2 separate regions of the Zea mays genome follow, and region 1 is linked to region 2. Evidence: chromatin contacts called from public Hi-C data. All regions are on one chromosome and are shown on one strand. Each heading gives the region's core, a stretch centred on a gene start, on an enhancer-like site or on the middle of the called end of the contact. The rest is flanking DNA. Distances are from core to core; before and after follow the strand shown.

What was found. Hi-C and Micro-C count contacts between places; a contact is called where the count stands out from the background.
Region 1: a Hi-C map of bundle sheath shows a contact between it and region 2, with 2.2 times the contacts expected there. The contact joins the promoter of LOC100274000 here to the enhancer-like site in region 2. A contact is called at or near these places in 3 of 25 Hi-C or Micro-C datasets (bundle sheath, ear and leaf).

Annotation. Positions count from the first base shown.
Region 1 is chr8:144,133,518-144,137,675 of Zm-B73-REFERENCE-NAM-5.0, forward strand. LOC100274000 (putative MYB-domain histone H1 family protein) reads left to right here and starts at 2,852. Exons shown (of 6, transcript NM_001148386.1): 1 at 2,852-3,319; 2 at 3,812-4,041. The coding sequence starts at 3,170.
Region 2 is chr8:143,979,193-143,983,841 of Zm-B73-REFERENCE-NAM-5.0, forward strand. No RefSeq gene overlaps it. Among protein-coding and RNA genes, the nearest start is that of LOC100191347, 42 kb to the left of the region's middle. Within about 2 kb of position 2,734, at least 19 of the 20 cell types and tissues checked have an H3K27ac peak or open chromatin away from gene starts, as enhancers often do. A contact at or near this core is called in bundle sheath, ear and leaf, where this site is marked.

The DNA of each region.
Region 1 (4,158 bases), core at 1,602-4,101, 150 kb after region 2:
TCCTGTTCATTATTTTCTCTTTTCCTTTTCCTGGTAACTTGTGAAATACATAAAAAATAGTAGAAAAATGATTAAAACATGGACCAATTTTACTAGACTCCAAGAAATATGTAGTATTTAATAAAAATACTTCTAAGATTTTTAATTCAAATTATAAAATGTATAGCGTAAGGTACTTGAGCATAGCTTCTTAGAATTTTAGAAATATTTTAATAATCCCAAAAATCCTAAAACTTTTTGGGTAGACTTAAAATGTTTGTTTTGAACCTTGAGTAAAGTTTGAACTTATTTGAACACTGTTTGACTAGGAAACCAATAATAAGCCCAAAGAATTAAACCCTTTAATACCTAGGGAGTCTAGGAGTAGTTTTGTAAGTAGAACATGAAAATCATCACTTTGCTATAATTTGGTAGCCCAAGAAGATTAGTTGAACTAATCCTAAAATATTATCTAGCTAAAAGTCTTGGTAGTTAATAGGCTTCATGAAGGAAAATTGTATTCAAGACACAACTTACTATCTTCTTGTTATAAATTTGCATATCCATGACACAACATATCGTAGGATGTGAATAAGGCCAACATATCATCATATGAGGGGTTTGGTCCCACATGGATCACGATCTATCATATTATTTTGTCAGCCTCGGGAGGCAGGGCCGACCTGTGCCTCTCGCGCATGGAGAGGCTGAGTCCACGCAGAGCCTCCGAGACCGCGTCGGGGCTCTCGAGCGGAGGAGGCCAGGTAGGCCCACCCTGACCGCATCGCCCTCCCGGTTGATGATGAAATCGAGCTTCCCGAAGCGGATGCCACTCTAGGGTGTAGTCAACGCGGGGACCGCCACTGGCCCTCATGGTCGCGCCAAGGTTCCTCGGCGGTGGAGGCTCTCGAAATGAATCACGGCTTCGGGGATGCGATTGGTGTCACGCCTGGCCATCCAGAGCTTGAAGAGCTTTGGCACGGAAAGCGCAAGTCCCCTACCTGGCGTGCCAACTGTCGGTCTTTCAAACCTCGCTCCGAAAAGTAAATTTATTGTGCGCATTCCATGCTCTGGACGGTTTGCGAGGTGTGCACAAGATTTATACTAGTTTGGGCAGCACCTCCCTACATATAGTCATCGGCGGCTTGCGCTATCGACACCATTGATGATCAAAGCTCGTAGTATGGGTTACAAGCAAGGCGAGAGAGGGAGGAGAGGCTCCCAAGTCTCTTGTTCGGGGTGGAGGTGGTTACAAGGTGGAGTCCTAGCTAGGTCTTGGCTTGGCAGCAGGGCTTCGATCTCCAGGTCCTCCTCTAATTCGTCGGTCTTCTGGGCGTCGTCTTCTCTAGGGTCCGTCCTTGCATCGTCCACCCGAGAGAAAGAACCCTCAAGTGCTCTCTCTAGAAGGGTGTCCTCCATGCGCTCCTCTAGAACAGGGTCCCCCTTTGCGCTTGGGGGCCGACCTCCTCCCTTTATAAGCTAAGGAGCGGGGGGTCGGCCCGTGGTGGATTCCTTTGGAAGGATCCACCGGGTGATGGTAAAACCAGGGTTCTTACCATGGGGTAAAGCCACACATGCTTGCAATCGCTTGGCTATCCTGTATTCTTTATTACGAACGTCGCTGGTGGCATGGGCCTGAGCGCTATCATTTGGGCTATGCCGACCCTCGACCTTCGTAGCCTGGGGCTCGGCGCGGCTCATCGTGTTGCGCCCTGCCAGCGGCCTGCGCACTTAGGCCTAGTCCCGATAGGTCATTAGTGCACCGTCGTCCAGGGACGTGCGGGCCATAAATGCACCACAGTCCGAGGGCTTGTAGATCATGAGTGCTCTGCACCCCGAGGGTTTGTAGGCCATGAGTGGTAGGTAGGGTCCGAGGGGCTTGTAGTTAATGTGACCGATCATTTATGATGGGTTGGTCTAGGGCCAGGCGCAGGATCCACTCGAGTGGTTTCCCTTCGACGCGACCGCCCCCCTGTCCGGTTCCGCCAAACCCGACCTCGGGCTCGATGCCACAAGGTTCGTTTGGGGGCGGATTCTTCCAGAGTAGACGTTATTTGTCTCTTTCGACTGACCAGTGGGCCCCTGTTGCCAGAGGCCCTTTCCCAGTGTGCTCGCTGGCCGATGGGCCCCAGGATCTGGGGATCATATCCCCGACAGAGCGCTGCGATGTTTAAGGTGTACAGTTGCGGCTATCGTAGGGGAGGGGTCACCCGTGGATAGTCTATGGCGGCACAACCACACTCAGCGGCCAACCTAGGGATGGCAACATGGAATTCCTCGTTGGGGAATAACTTCCATACCTGTCCTGGTGTTGAATTTTTTTCCACGGGGATCCCCACGAATGCTTGCGGGGTACATTTCTTCCCCTGCAGGGATAAATCGCCGACGAGGATCTCGTCCCTACTTAAACTACAATTAGGACGTACATCCTTTATTATTAATGCAAAACATTGTCATTTATGCGCATTGTTATATGTACATCAATATGAACACATTTATACAATAAGTAATCTAACAAAATAATTATTTATTTTTATTATTATACGGAATATCGTCATGTGCAAATTTAACAAATTCCCGTTTGGAAGAAGATAGACATCGCTTCACCATTTCCCGTCCCATTTATGTGCTATGTGAGAAAATATTTTTTCCTGTAAAATGGAGAATCGGGATAGAATCCCATTGCCTGGTTGCCATCTCTAGGGCAACCCTCTTTGATTTTATTTATTTTTATGTTGATTTTATTTATTTTTATGTTTGATGACGACGACGAAGAATCAAAGAGGGCTTCCTTCGAACGCCACCCCCGGGCCTGTGGCAATTAATCCCCTCGCCTTCGTAACCGCCAGTCCTCCGCCACCTCTCCACCCAACAACAAAACAAGCCTAATGGGTAATGGCTTCCTCAGTTCCTCTCCATCTCACGCCACTGCGCTGCCCTAGAACCTTCGCCGCCGCCCCTCTTTAGGATTACCGTGTCCTCGATCGCCCCCTGGCACGCCCGCCCCGATCGCCCCCTGGCACGCCCGCCCCGGATCCTGCACCGGAATTCCGTGTGGAATTCCGGACCCGATCGAAATCGAACCGCCTCCCTGCGTGCTCCCCTGATCAAGAAATTCTCACGCCGCGCGAACGCACGCCTGAGGCGGTTGGATCCTCTGGTGGGGTTCCTTGGTCTCGATTTGCTGTGGATGGGGGCGCCGAAGCAGCGCTGGACGCCGGAGGAAGAGGCCGCTCTCAAGGCCGGCGTCGCCAAGCACGGGCCCGGCAAGTGGCGCACCATCCTCCGGGACTCGGACTTCAGCGCGCTCCTGCGCCTCCGCTCCAATGTTGACCTCAAGGTGACGCTCGGATCGCCAGGGAGGGTGGGCGGTGGGTTTTTGGCGATCAGCTGAGGGGAGTATGGAGGAAATCTCCAGTCCTTTTAGTCGGTTAGACTGAATGAAAGAAAATCGCGGTTTTGCACGCTCCGTACATCCTGACGTGTTCCTTATTTGGTTCTAGATCGGTATTTTAGGTGGTCGGTACTCGGTAGTAGGTATTGCATAGAGTTTTGAGGTGGCTCGAGAGTAATCTGGTATATCAGAAACTTCTAGCCGTAGCATCATGATGCCCAAAAAGCTTCCACACCCCTTTGTTTTATTCCATGTAGATTTTTTCACCTGCTAGGTATTGATGGTTCCTTGAGAGAGAGGTCACTTCCATGTGTTGATCTTGTTCACCATAACTATGATTTGTTTAGTTGGGCATAATATGTTTTTAGTTTCCAAGTTCATTTTGAATGCCTGTATCGATGAGTACAAATGAATCTTCGGTATGGTCTATTTGTGCAGGACAAGTGGCGCAACTTGAGTGTCACCGCAGGAGGTTATGGGTCTAGAGAGAAGGCAAGGATGGCGTTGAAGAAAGGTAGACGTGTGGTGCCTAAGCTTACTGCTGAGCCAATGGATGTAGATGTGAAGGATATGGACGATGCTCATGACACAGCCATTGATGTGGAACCGTTAGCAATGGCTTTCGAGTCCTTGCCAACTGAGGAAAGTCCAGATAAGTCAGTTGCTAGGTCAGTAGACTCGGTGCAAATATTTTATCAAAACTACTTATTGTCTTTATGAGTAACCTACCTTTTCAGTTCGTCATCTTCCTTTTTGGTGAAATGTGTTTTATGTGGGACTAGATA
Region 2 (4,649 bases), core at 1,484-3,983:
TCCTCCAACTCACTCTCTCACACTCTTTGCTTGAGATTGCATTCTAGTGAGAGATTGAGGGTTCCTAGTGCATTTGCATCATTTGGTGATTCTTGAGGCACTAGGTGGTACACCGAGCAAGCGTCGTTGGCTTGTTACTCTTGGAGGTTGCCGCCTCCTAGACGGCTCGGGTGATTGTCTCCGTCGAGCTCTCCAAGAAGATTGTGGAGAAGCCGCGGTGTTGATTGTGAGGGGTTCGCGCCTACCTCGCCGGAGCGGCAAAGGTGACATTAGTGGAATCGAGGTATTGAGTGATTTCTTGTCCACTTGGCTCAAAGATCAAGTCGTGTCTTGATAGAGGAGCAAGTGAGAGCTTGAAGTCCACCTCAACGTGGATTAGGGGTGATCGGCAAATCACCGATACCACGGGATAAATTTCGGTGTCTATTCCTTCTAGCATTACTTATTGCCTTGCAATTGATTAGTGTTTTGCTTATTGTTCTTCAAGTATTCAATCTCCGTAGTTGTCTTTCATACATTGTTTACTTATTGACTCTAGTAAATTTATTCCTCTTGTTGTATTGAAAAAATTTACTTAGTATTGTTGTTTTTAGTCAAAACCGTCTATTCACCCCCCCTCTAGCCGGTGTCCTAGATCCTACAACCGTCCGACCTTCATAGCCGAACTGTCCACGCATGTCTTGGACTGTCTGGTCTTAGTGATCGAACTGTCCGACGTACGTAGGGCAGGTGACCGTGATCGGGTGTCCGATCGTGCTAGCCCCGGCGCCTCCGATCTTTCTTTTATCCGAAGCCTTCCGAGTAACCAATCTGCGTGATATATTTGGCGTGCGAGGATCACCAATGATGATATTTTTATCTTTGCTTTTATCGGACGCACATGGCCGAACTAAGACTTTTTGCTCGTCGGCACTAATGTGGCGACCGGGACATGTGGCCTGTCAATCTTCACATCTTAAAATCTCAACCAGCCTTTGTTTATAGCTGATTGTATTTGCCAACGGAAGACATCACAAATATTGGTGTTATGAAGAAATGTACCATGCCACCATTTACAACACACACCCTTTTAATTCTTCAATCGGAGGAATTGTATGTGACAATTTAATATTACCATGCTTAAGTAACTCCTCTAATATTTTATCACACTTAGCAACATTAAATGTGAACTTAACTTTCTCCTTTTGTGCCGGGTGCGGGTGAGAGCGAGAAGAAGATTTTGCCCTTAGTAGGCCAAACAAGCTCAACGGCGTGTAACCTTTTCGGCTCCTGGGGCTTAGGTGGCCGGCTATCTTTATGTCAGCCTTCTGCAGTAGGCCAATCACAGGTGTCTTCCGGTGCTTCGGACGATCCGACCTATGCAGTTGGACGGTCTGCGTAGGGATCGAACGGTCCGATACTATATCGGATTGTCCGGTCAGGCCGTGCGAGCCTTTTGGTGGGCTCTGGCGCTCTGCGTGACTCTGGACTATCCGACGTAAGGTGCTGGATGGTCCGATGGAGGGTCGGACGGTCCAAGATCGTGCTCGGACTGTTCGGTCGTTTTCAGAGCCGATCCACCGCATAGCGAAGATGACAACAACAGTTGCCCCAAATATGAGTTCATCGACATAACATAATATGACTGGTACTGAGAAAACCCATTTGTTGTCGATGTGTTTGGCACAGTTGTTTCGGTGTCCATTTTTCGTGACAAAGAATTAGACGTAAGCATTTTTTTCTAACTTACGCCTCAATTCCTTTATATATTCATCTACACTTTTAATCCCATTGTCACATAAAGAATTTTTAGGAGATTGAAAAACGTCGGATGTCATGGTGTTACTTACAGTGGGGTGCAACATAAAATCTTTTAGGGAAATGGTTCTCCAGCGTAGTCGCCAAAAAGTGTGTTGGCGCCGATCTTGTGGTGCCCTCTGCGGCGGAGCGGACGGTCCGTGGCCTGGACGCAGAAGCGGCTCCTTCCCTTCGTCGCACTGGACGGTCCGCGCTCTGGGCCGGACGGTCCACGATGGCACAGGGTTGTCTTCCTCCTCGCAGGAACATAGATCTCGCCCCCCTATGGGGAAGATCTTAGGGTGCTCCAGGTCCGCAGGTCACCAGGGGCGTCCCCAGATGATGTAGAGTCACCTAGGACACTCGATTTCACTCCGAGGATTAGATCTTGAATTAAGAAATCAAGTCGAGGAAGAGATGTTGAGTGGAGTGGATATTGCCTCTGGAAGGGATAAGATCCTTGGGTCGTTTTAGGGTCGACAGGTCAGCCAAGATAGATTTAGACGACGAAGAGTCGAATAGGGATGAAGGTAGATATGCGATAAGCTATAACCAGAATTATGCTACATCTACTCCTACGGTAGGAATGATAAAGAAAGTAATTGTTTCGATTGGAACGTGTTCGAAGGTTCTCAATCGGCTGTACTATATATATATATATATATGATAGCTAACAAATTACACACGATTAGATAGACAACCACACAGAGATAAAAGATAATCACTCTCGAATTAATCTAATCGTGGGAGTGCGAATCGTAAATACTTTGCGAGTACGCAATGTTCAACATAGAGGAACCTGCCACCTCCGTCGTTGGGCAATCCCACTAATGTACTAGTGTACTACGCGTGACGATGTACGTCGCTGTTGGCGTCACCGGCACATGCCATGCCTGGAACGCCCGAACGTGCTGACGAAAGTGTGGGTGGTGGCGCGGCAACTGCAGATGGGAAACGGAGCTGCACGTGTCGCTGTCGAGGTGGATAGAGGGTACCACAGCCACAGTGTCGACAGGCACGGCACACGACCTGCTGCGTGCCACATAGGAAACCCTTTTTTTGCGTTGCGGTTGCGTGGGGGCCGCCGCGACGATCCCAGTCGTCCCACACGTCCTTGTCGCCATTTTCTCTTTTCCCTCCATCCACCGGCCACCCGGTTAACCAAACCTCAGTACTGTAGGCTACTAGGCTGTCGTAAGTAGCGCAAGAGCGGCTACTGTTCACGTCGAGCTAGCAAGCAGAGGAGCTACAGCTTCCACACCACCGTCGCGCGCGCTGCATGTCGCCGTCGTGGCATCATGACCATGACGACGGGGGCAGTGACGAAGCGACATACATACATGCATGCCGTGTGCCGGTATGGCCCGACTCCCCGACCCAACGCCGTCGGGTCGGGAAGGCACACCACCCACCACCACCACGACGTCCTGCCCCGAGTGGCCGGTGGGCTTGCGTGACGACGTCGCTCGGGGCGCACGTGTCGGCCCGGAGGGCGCCCGGACGTGAGCTAGACGCTGCCGGCGGCCCGAGGATTCTCTGTCGATCTGTTGCGCGGAGGCTGCGGCCACGGGCGTCGGAGGGTCAACTAGCTGATCCCACAACCGACCCGTTGCATCTGCACAGTCTCGCTCTCGCCACCGCAACCAACCAAGCTCACGGGCACTGTATATTGCCTCCGTCTAAAACAGATCTATGCTCTCACAATGAAGATATCATAATAATAGATTTATGAAGTTATTTCAGGCTGACAGACCTGCAGTCTAAAGCGTTGACTCAAAATTACATGACCAAGTCTAGGGATGGATCCGGATATTTATTCGGATGTCAAATTTTTGGTCTTCTTTCTTTGATTATTAACAAACAACATATAAAATTTGCTATGTAAATTTATATTCTTGTTTTTAGCATTGAGGCTATTAATCTTCAAAAAAATAAACATTAAATTCATTCTATATATTTTTAAATAATTAATATAAAATTCGGATGTCTATTCGAATACGGATTCGAATGTTTTTTCACCTTTTTTGTTGAAGGGAGAAAATAATATACATAAAAAATAATATAAAAATTATTTAAATACTTCATAATATTCTTAATAACATTGCCAAAAATTAGCTTTAAATTCTATGTATATCTATGCTAAAATATTAGGTTTGTGATACAAGTCGGATGTTTTAGTAACATCCCTAACCAAGTCTTAAGACCAACCTAATGCCTCCTATGCAACCCACCATGAACGAGCCACGTCTGCACATCCAACACACATACCACATCACCTTTCTCGTCCTTGCCTACATCCTAACTCTAGCCAACCGATGTCTGGCGCCCCACCGCTTCCTATCTTTTTCTGTCTGGCGGATACCATCTATCTCCTCCATAGAATAGCCACGATCGATATACGCCTTTGCCCACGCCCAAGCTTCAGGGCGGCGGTGGTTAGTCAGCCAGGTTGCCCACTACAAGGTACCGACCACCTATCGCTAAGCCACTACCGCAACGGTTAGCCACTGCCCTAGTCTCTCGGCTTTCTATGCTACGAAGATCATCAAGATCGAAACAAGAAACAAAATGGGTAGCGAGTGGATGAATAATAGCACGCTATGCTATATTGAGCGAGAAACGTTTGTAGATATTGAAAGCGAAAAGATTTTGAAGCGTTTTAGAGGTGTGAGAATAGTGGCGGACGCAGGACGAAAATTTAGGGGGGCCCAAAAAGATCACATGAGAGCCATGATTTTCTAGTTCGCCAAGTCCGACGACTGCAGGGGACAAGTCATATCGTTGCGACGAGCGAGATATAACTTGTCGAGCGGATGGACGTCACGATAAAAATAGAACAAAGGACGGAGGCGTCAGAAAGGGGCGAAGTCGGG